Linked DNA regions of Macaca mulatta: regions 1 and 3 are each linked to region 2. A link is a contact called in public Hi-C data. All regions are on one chromosome and are shown on one strand. The core of a region is the stretch at or near the end of the contact, and the rest is flanking DNA. Distances in the headings are between cores, read along the strand shown. Region 1 holds the start of ROBO3 (roundabout guidance receptor 3). Region 2 holds the start of ESAM (endothelial cell adhesion molecule). Region 3 holds the start of SPA17 (sperm autoantigenic protein 17).

The links. A called contact is a pair of places that touch in the nucleus more often than the background predicts.
Region 1: a contact with region 2 is called in a Hi-C map of fetal cortical plate, with 1.8 times the contacts expected there. The contact joins the promoter of ROBO3 here to the promoter of ESAM in region 2. A contact is called at or near these places in 2 of 14 Hi-C or Micro-C datasets (fetal cortex germinal zone and fetal cortical plate).
Region 3: a Hi-C map of fetal cortex germinal zone shows a contact between it and region 2, with 3 times the contacts expected there. The contact joins the promoter of SPA17 here to the promoter of ESAM in region 2. A contact is called at or near these places in 5 of 14 Hi-C or Micro-C datasets (CD4 T cells, blood, fetal cortex germinal zone and 2 more).

What each region holds. Positions count from the first base shown.
Region 1 is chr14:125,266,157-125,268,856 of T2T-MMU8v2.0, reverse strand. ROBO3 (roundabout guidance receptor 3) reads right to left here and starts at 1,416. Exons shown (of 28, transcript XM_015116026.3): 1 at 1,176-1,416. The coding sequence starts at 1,335.
Region 2 is chr14:125,167,891-125,170,590 of T2T-MMU8v2.0, reverse strand. It overlaps ESAM (endothelial cell adhesion molecule), which reads left to right and starts at 1,416. Exons shown (of 7, transcript NM_001257484.1): 1 at 1,416-1,605. The coding sequence starts at 1,536. It overlaps LOC114672431 (a long non-coding RNA gene), which reads right to left and starts at 449. Exons shown (of 3, transcript XR_003722819.2): 1 at 233-449.
Region 3 is chr14:125,079,661-125,082,564 of T2T-MMU8v2.0, reverse strand. SPA17 (sperm autoantigenic protein 17) reads right to left here and starts at 1,616. Exons shown (of 5, transcript NM_001172082.1): 1 at 1,568-1,616; 2 at 93-273. The coding sequence starts at 246. SIAE (sialic acid acetylesterase) reads left to right here and starts at 1,815. Exons shown (of 10, transcript NM_001261504.1): 1 at 1,815-1,900. The coding sequence starts at 1,834.

The sequences.
Region 1 (2,700 bases), core at 167-2,666, 98 kb before region 2:
GTCTGTGCTTAACCTCCTGGGAATCTAGGAGGGTCAAGAGGTTGGAGAATCGGGCTCATCCCCCATCGTCTTCCTCCCCACTCCTTCCATACGGAACACACCCTTCTGGTCGGTCCTTTCCCCCTAATTCCTGTAGACGCAGCTGCAGGCGCCCTTTCCCTGGAATTTCCCCCTACCCTTCCCGGTCTCAGGAGATGCTTCGACTGCAGCCTAATGAATAGCTAATGGCCATGCTAATGAGGCTCTGGGGCTCCTCCCTCAGCACCTGATGTGTCCTACACATAAACACACACATATTGCCCCGGTCTCCTTTCTCTCCACCTTCGAGTCCCCAGCACAGTGCTCGTCACTAGACTCGAGTGGGTCGAGGCAGAGGGATGGGGACCGCGTGCACCTGGAGGGAACCACACGCGAAAGCGCCCGGGAAAGCCGGGGTTGCAGATGCTGCAGGCAGGGGGCGCGCTCCGGCCTCTCCGAATGCTGGCGGCGGCCGGCTCCCGCAGCTTCCCCGCGGCGCTAGGGGAGAGCGCGCTGTCCCAGTCATTTATTAATCGCCGTAATTAGCGGTAACGACCTCGCAGCCAGCTCCGCCCGCCCGCCACAGCTCTGCCGGGGTGGGCCGGCTGAGAGTCCCGCCGCTGAAAGACAAACTTCTAAGTTTCCTTAAAATGATCGCCGCCCCTGTCCCCTCCGTAGCAAACACATCCAGCATTTTGGCTTCCTCTGGTCCTAAGTGAGTTCTTGGGAAACTTCGGGATTCCGAAGACCAGCTGCCTGGGTGGGTCACCGAGTGACCCGGCTTGGCCGAGGCCGGCGGGAGACCGTGCCCCCTCCTCTGCCCTCCCTGCGCTGGGCCCGGGCCTTTCTTAGCTCGGACTTCCCTGCCCGTCACCAGCTACGGTCTTCTCACCTGGGGTGGGCGTTGTAGGGGAAGGGAAGGAGGTGTAAAAAGACTCAGTAGATATCTTCTCCCAAGCCCTCGACCTCCCGCGGGTACCCCCACTCAGGTGCTCCAAGCTCCAAATTATCCCTTAGCCCCCAAGACCCAGGGAGGCGCTGGGAGGCGCCGCTCAATCCTGGACCTCGGGACAGGAGTGATTCTCCTTCTCTTCCACGCCGCCCTCTCACCTCATCCCCATCCCAGGATCCCATATCCCCAAGAGGCAGGGACTCACCGTTGAGTGAGGGATCGCCGGGAGGCAGCAGGGTGTGGTTGAGCGCCGCCAGCGAGGAGTTGAAGCCCAAGAGTAGCTCGCTGGAGTTGGAGATGTCCCCGGCCAGTGAGTCCGCGAACAAGTTCATCTGCAGCAGCGTTTTCAGCAGGTAGCGCAGCATGGTTCGACCCAGCTGGGATCGGGGCTGGGGGCTCGGGGCCCAGCCCCTGGGTCTGAGACCCGCGGGCCGGGTGCCGTAAGCCCCTCCACAGCCTCTGCGCGCTGCGGCAGCCACGGTGCCGCTCTCCTGCCGGCTCGCCTGGGTACGGTCGGTGCCTCCTCATGCCCTCCTCCTTCTCTCGTCCTTCTCTCCACCCCCCAGTGCCGGAGTCCCCTGGGAGCTGGGCAGGCGGAAAGCAGGTGCTACGCCGATCACGGCGTAATTAAGGGATTAATCCACCTCCCTCCACCCTCCCACCCCTACCCCTACAGTCACTATCCGGGCAGGAGACTAGAGTAGCGTGGCACGCGAGTTGGAGTCCCCGCCCCGCGCCCCAAGTCTAGCATTCTGTTCTGGACGCAGCGAGAGATTGTCCCTTCTTTCTCAAAGCACCTAAGATGAAGGATGAGGTTCTGTCGAACTCTGCCCTTCCGCCCAACTTTAGAACAGGAGTCTGTCCTCTCTTTTCCCTAACCTTATGGAAACTGAGGCAAAGCGCAAGCAATGCTCCTTGCTGCCAAAGCTCTGACTTCCATTCCCTCTCAAGTCTAGGGATTTGGCGACGGAAGTGCAGGAGACTGGGGTGGTTTGCAGCAAGAGTTGGGAGCAGGAAGAGAACTCCAAGACAGGTCCACCTCTCTGCCCTCTGGTCCTCTGTTCTGCAGCCTGGAGGCCAGGGGATGGTGCGGCGCGCCCTGACCCGGGAGTCCTGCTCCAAACGCCCTAATCTAGGAGTTCCTGTAGGAGACCGAAAGCCAGGCAAACCCAGGCAACTGTCATGTGCTTGAATACTTTTACATTACTCTGCTTTGACATTTTTTATTAAATTGTTTTACGTTTTTGAGGAGACTGAAATGGAACCAAGGATTCTAGGATAAAAACAAAGATAATATTATTTTTGTAAAGGCATGTGGGATTGATGCAAAATTCGTGCAAATCTGTTCAAATCTGATAACAGTCGTCCTTACTGGGGGGCGAGAAGAAAACCATGCACCCCCCTCTCGCCTCCCACTTCCAGTCGCGGTCTGCTTCTGACTTTTCTGGGGTTCTTTCTACCTGAAGAGCCCCCAGTAGACTGGAGATGGCTTTGGGGTGTCTAGGAAAGAGAGAGGACGGGGCATTCCTAACCTGAGGTAAGGCCCTGCTGATTGAAGAGTCAGTGCCTGAGTTCTGGCTCAGCCATCAGCTCCGGGATGAGACAAACTTCATGGGGCGACTGCTTCTGACCCCAGAGGGATGGGTGCTATACAGTCGCAGACTCGGGAGTAAGCAGAATCAAGAATTGAAGTATTTCAGGCAGAGCTTGTTGAAGGGAACCCGAGACGT
Region 2 (2,700 bases), core at 167-2,666:
AGGTATTTGAAGAGGAGCCAGGCAGATCACACTAGGAAGAAGCAGCTGAGAGGGCGAATGGGGCACTGTATAGAAAAAGACCTTGTGTGAGGTGTGGGCCCAGGGACTACACTCTGTTAAAACAACAGAACTATGTACAGTAAATGGAATCCCGCAGGCCTGGCTGCTTTTCTTCCCAGACAGCCGCGGGCAGCGCCAGGAAATCGTTGTTATGCTTTCTGCCCTCACTGACCTTTGCTGGGTGGTTGAGCTGTGCTGGGATGTTTGAAGCATCTTTTTCTTTTTCTTTTTTTTTTTTTTGGCTGTTGGACAGAAAAGGAAGAACAGGTGCGTGCCTTTCTGTAAGGGAGCAGCGGCCGCCAGAGGGCGCAGAGGTGCCTTTTGACCGAATGGCGCGGGGAGGGGGGCGTTAAATTCAATTCACAACGAACAAGATCTAGTCTCGGGAATTAAAGGATCAGCGCGCGCCTGAGCCTTTCACTGCGGGAATGGGAGGCACTGAAGATTCGGGGTATAAAGAAGAAACGGAGGGACTGTCCTGTCTTCCTTCTCGCAGCCGCCCCTCCTCCCCAGTCAACATCAGGCCTGTACGCCGCTCATTTCAGGGGCTAAGCTGGGAGCAGCATGCACATTGCCTCAGTTTCCCGCTCAGCTCCTGGGACTACTTTGTGCCAACCTTCCCTGTTCGGAATATGAGGCACAGGCCGGGGTAATCCTCCAGCCTGGGTTGGGGTCTGCGGAACTCGCGGAGCGCTTTTTCCTGCCCGCAGGTGAAGATTCCCCGCGCGCCCTGGGCTCCCGCGCGGCCTCCGCCGTCGCCCTCGCTGCAGCGCTCCGGTGGCCGCTCAGCCCCCGCCTCCAGGAAAGCCACAGATTCCCGCGGTACAAAGGAGTCCGCGCGGCTGGCGCTCCGGCCTCTGCCTGCAACTGGAAAATGCTGCTCCCCTCTTCCTCCTTCAGGAAGGCCGCCCTGATTGGGCCGGGGATGCGGCACCCCCAAGCTTGGAGCGGGTTGTTGGAGCCAGAGCCCAGGAGCGTTTACATGTCAGGGGTTACGGGTGGTTCCGACTTCGGATAGTCCCCAAATTTCCCACCCTTCCTGGTCACCCTTCCTATCCCACCCCGGCGGAAGGGGAGGTTATGGCTCAGGATAGTTCTGGAGCCTCCTCTTCCCCCTCCACTCCCTGGCTGGCTCGTGGGGCATCACAGCTTACCTCACCCCTCCCTGCGTTCAGACCTGGAAGAGGCTGCAGGATCCCGCCGTCCGCGCGCTGGGGGCGCCCCCGGGCGGCGGACCCCGCGCGCCCCGCCCGGGAGGACAGCGACCTCTCCGCCCCCTCGAATGCCCCGCCCCGCTGTCGCCGTCGGTCCCCACCCCGCCACCAGCACACAGGCGCGCAGACTTGGGCTGGAGCCGCCCTGGGTGTCGGCGACCCGGCTCCCGCGCACGCTCCGGCCGCTGCGCAGCCTCGGCACCTGCGGGTCCGTGCGTCCCGCAGCTGGCGCCTCTGACTCGGTCCGGGCCAGGGAGGACCATGATTTCCCTCCCGGGGCCCCTGGTGACCAACTTGCTGCGGTTTCTGTTCCTGGGGCTGAGTGCCCTCGGTGAGTGAAACCCGGACCTGGAGGGGACTTGGGATGCGGGATGGGGTGAGTTCGACCCTGAGGGAGAACTTTGGCCACTGCTGCGGAACTGGGTCCCACGACTCGCCCTCCTCCCCTGACCTCCTAATCCCACTCCAGGGCATCGCTGGCTGGCGCTGACTTCTCACTTTGGCGGGTACAGCTCCCAGTTTGGGTGTGGGGGCGGATGGCTGGGGGAGGTAACGGCATCTCTCGAAAGACCTGGATACCTCTGGGGTGAATTATCGGAACCGTTGCTCACCCTGTCCACTCCCCACCCCCCACCCAGCAGAGCCGGATGAGCTGAGCCGCTAGATGAGACACTGGCTAAAGAGCTTAAGGACTTAACTCTAGCCCCCTCTCATCCCCGACCCCACATACAAGCTGATGAGGAAGATCCCCCGGGGAAATACCTCTGGTCCCCAGGCTTGACACACGCACTTTGTGTCAATTCCCCAGCGCAGATCCTCTCTCTTGCTCCCTCCTGCTTCCTGCCCTGGGAATCAAGGGAGGTGCCCCAAAAGGACGACCGTGAGGTCATTTGGGACACAGGAAATGGGGGAGGGGTTCAAACGCACAGAGAAACAGAATTGTGACCCCCCCCCCTCCTCCAGGCCCACCACCCCTATTGGTTCCCAGAGCCAAAGGGATGAGGGGAAATTGAGAGGAGGGTGGCCAAAGGTCAGGAAGGGAACCTCCTTGGAGCAAGGGTTTGGGAAGCGTTGGAGGCCTCCAGGGGCGCTGGCTTCAGCTGAAGCTGGGGTGGCTCAGAACTCCACCTGGGAGAGAAGGACCCGGCGGGACTAGGCCCTTTGAAGCTGTTTCACTTGCTATCCCTCAGCTTTCTTGCCATCCCCCTTCAAGGATCTCGAATGGGAGTGAAGGGTGGGTTCAGCTATATTGACTTTAACTCATTTCTCAGGTTGCAGGATGTCAGGACAAGTAAGGCCTGGAAAGCTGTAGAGTGAAATTCAGCCACAATGATGAGGACTGAGATGAGGATCACCAGTGTCCCCTTTAGCCTGTTCTGTGCTCCACAGTTGTTGGGGCATGCAATATTACAGTCCTTGGATAAAG
Region 3 (2,904 bases), core at 367-2,866, 88 kb after region 2:
TTCTGCAGAATGGAGATGGTCTTAAGCAAGTTTTACTATAAACAAATGCTTAGTTTCTTATTTTAAAAAATGACTAATTTTAGAAAGCTTACTCTCTCTTTTCTCTAGAAGGCTCTCAAAATAGGCTGCTGCAAAAGCTGGTATATTGTCCGGTTGCTCTCTCAGAATCTCGCGTGTCAGCCCTTCAAGAAGATTCCCAAATCCTTGTGGAATTCGGTAGTGGGTGTTGGAGAATGGAATCGACATCTTCTTGGTAAGAACTGCCTATGGAACCTAAAGATTCATTAAAGAATACTGTCTTTAAATTTATCTGATTTTACTTTTATAATCACAACTATGCCAACAAATTATTTCTGAGACCCACATTTTTTTAACTTGAATTCTTTTTTCTCTAACACAACCCAAGTCCATCTATTTCTTCCAAAGGGTTTTGAAATCTCCATTATGGATTAGAAAAATACAAATACAGACCCATTCACTAGGCCAAATCATTTTTTTTAAACCCTACAAAAAACCCATAATTTTCAATATGACTTTTTCTCTTTACCCTTTGTATTCTCAAAAGGTAAGGGTAATTTTTGCTATCACACAGGAATTTAGAGAGAATGATTGTTAAAAACTTAAATTGAATTCATTATCAATTGCTGAGAAGACCCTCTTTGAGGTCTATTTTTTTTTTTAAAGAGTAGAAATTAGTCCTGGTTCTAGAAATTAATTTGTTGAATGAAGAAATTGCACAACCTTTCCCTTTGCTGCCACTTCTGAAGCATGGCCCACAATGCTTCGAACACCTTTGTACTGTGGAATGGGGTTGTGCCTGCGTGTGTGTGAGGGAGGGGAGGGATGGGATGGGATGGGGCTGTGTGCCATGATTTTGAAATCCCAGCCTCTAAAGTTTTAGAATTCTTATATTTTCCGGTTTCTTCTTGACTAGGCTGTCTCTCTGTCTTGCAATACAAGGGCCAGATTAAGGGTAGCTGCTAAGCAGTGGGCTGAGCTGCTGAGTATGAAAAGACCTGGCCTGTTAACCTGGCTGAGTATGAAAAGACCTGGCCTGTTAACGTGAGAGTGTGCGTCAATGCGGAATAGAGGTGGAAGCCGTGGTAGGGGTGCAGGTTGGGAGAACTAGGCGGTTTGATGAGACTATGGAGGGTTCTCGTTTCATCGCTTTTTTCTTTTTTTCCTTTGAGACGGTGTCTCTGGCCTGGAACTCCTGGGCTCCAGCGATGCTCCCGCCTCAGCCTCCCGAGCAGTTGGGATTACAGGCGCGCGCCACCACGCCTGACTCCTCTCTTTTGCTTTTTCTGAGGGAGCAGTAGATAGAGGTATCGAACCATTCTAGGGTGGTGAAAAGGGCTGGCGAGATTCTGAACCAATGTGGGCAGAGGAGGGCTGGCGGGGGGGCAGACGTTGAGGACCTGGGATTTCAGATTCGTGCAGAATGGGCTGCCTCGGCTCCAAACGGCCCAGGGCTCCGAGGATGTGTCTGGGATGCAGAGAGAGTACAAGAGACGAAGGGAAAAGGCTAGGTCTCGGTGTCGGAGAGGAAGTGGGGAAGCGGCCTCACCTCCTTTCTCTCCAAGCAGGTGCCACCGGTTCCGGTTGTTTTTCTCGTTGCTGGGTAACCGTTTTTACTTAAAAAAAAAAAAAAAACAAAACTACGGCGGCCGAGAAGGGGAGCGCACGGCCCAGTCCTGAGGTCGCGGGAGGCTCCGAGGACTGCAAAAGGGTGGAGCCGGCCTCACCCCCGCCCAGGCCCCGCCCCTGCCCAGGCCCCGCCCCCGCCGGGAGCCCACCTTCCCAGTCCCGAGCGGCGGGCGGATCCTTGCAAGCATGGTGGCGCCGGGGCTTGTACTCGGGCTGGTGCTGCCATTAATCCTGTGGGCCGACCGAAGTGCAGGTGAGGCGGCCCGGCTCGGCCGGACCCCTGCCCCTCAGCCTGTGCGGGCTCCGAGACCCCGTGTCCCCTGGGGGACACGGATCCGCGCCCCTTTCTCAAGGTCGACGAAGGAACCTAGCTAGGCTAGGTGCTCGCGTCTCTGACCTAGGCCCGGTCTGCAGGGGTCTGCTGGGTTGGACCCCGGCCTCTCCACTTTCTCCACCCCCACTCACCATTCCTAACAGGCAGCCTGTGCGCAGGAAGAAAGTGCGGTTTGTCTTAGTGGGGAGGCCCAAATGTGCCCAGAAAGAGGCTTTCGGGGTCCTGGAGTAACTGCAGGGGAGCTCGGAGGAAAGGAGGGGAAGCTAGTTAGATAATATTTGGAAACAGGTGACTGAATCTTCCAAAACATTTCAGCGCTACCCCCTCAGTGGTGCCCTTGGGGAGGGTTTGCTTCAGGCGGGGTTCCTTAGGGGAATTAAATTTTACTCGTTTAAGTGGTTATTAGGGCTAAGAAATACAACCCCCTCACTAGCTCAGACTATTTAAGGCTCAGTTTTGATTTCTGGTGCAGCTTACAGATATTGGTGGTGAGATAATGTGAGTGGCATAAGGGAGGATGCTGGCTCGCTTTGGCTGTTGTGCAGGTCAGATCTTGATCTTGCCATTTGAATACCCTAGGCTGGATACTGGGTCACAGTATGGAGAAAGCAGAAGGTACAATCTGTCTGATAATGCAAACTAAAGTGATAATAATGTTGGATTTCTTCCTTTCTTTTTAAAAACTCTCAAAGCGTGGACCCCAGCGATCCCTGTTAGGAAATGAAAGTTTGGGCAGAACAGCCTGCAGAAAAATGAACGCTGCTCTACCTGACAGCCAGAAAAGTACCTAGCTTCAGACAAACTGCAGGCCATCAATGATTGTTTAGAGTCTAACAAAAGTGCAAAATGCTAGCACTCTGTATGCCATTTCCTGACTCTTATCTCCACTCAGTGACCTTTGAGATCCATCTTATGAGGTAGGG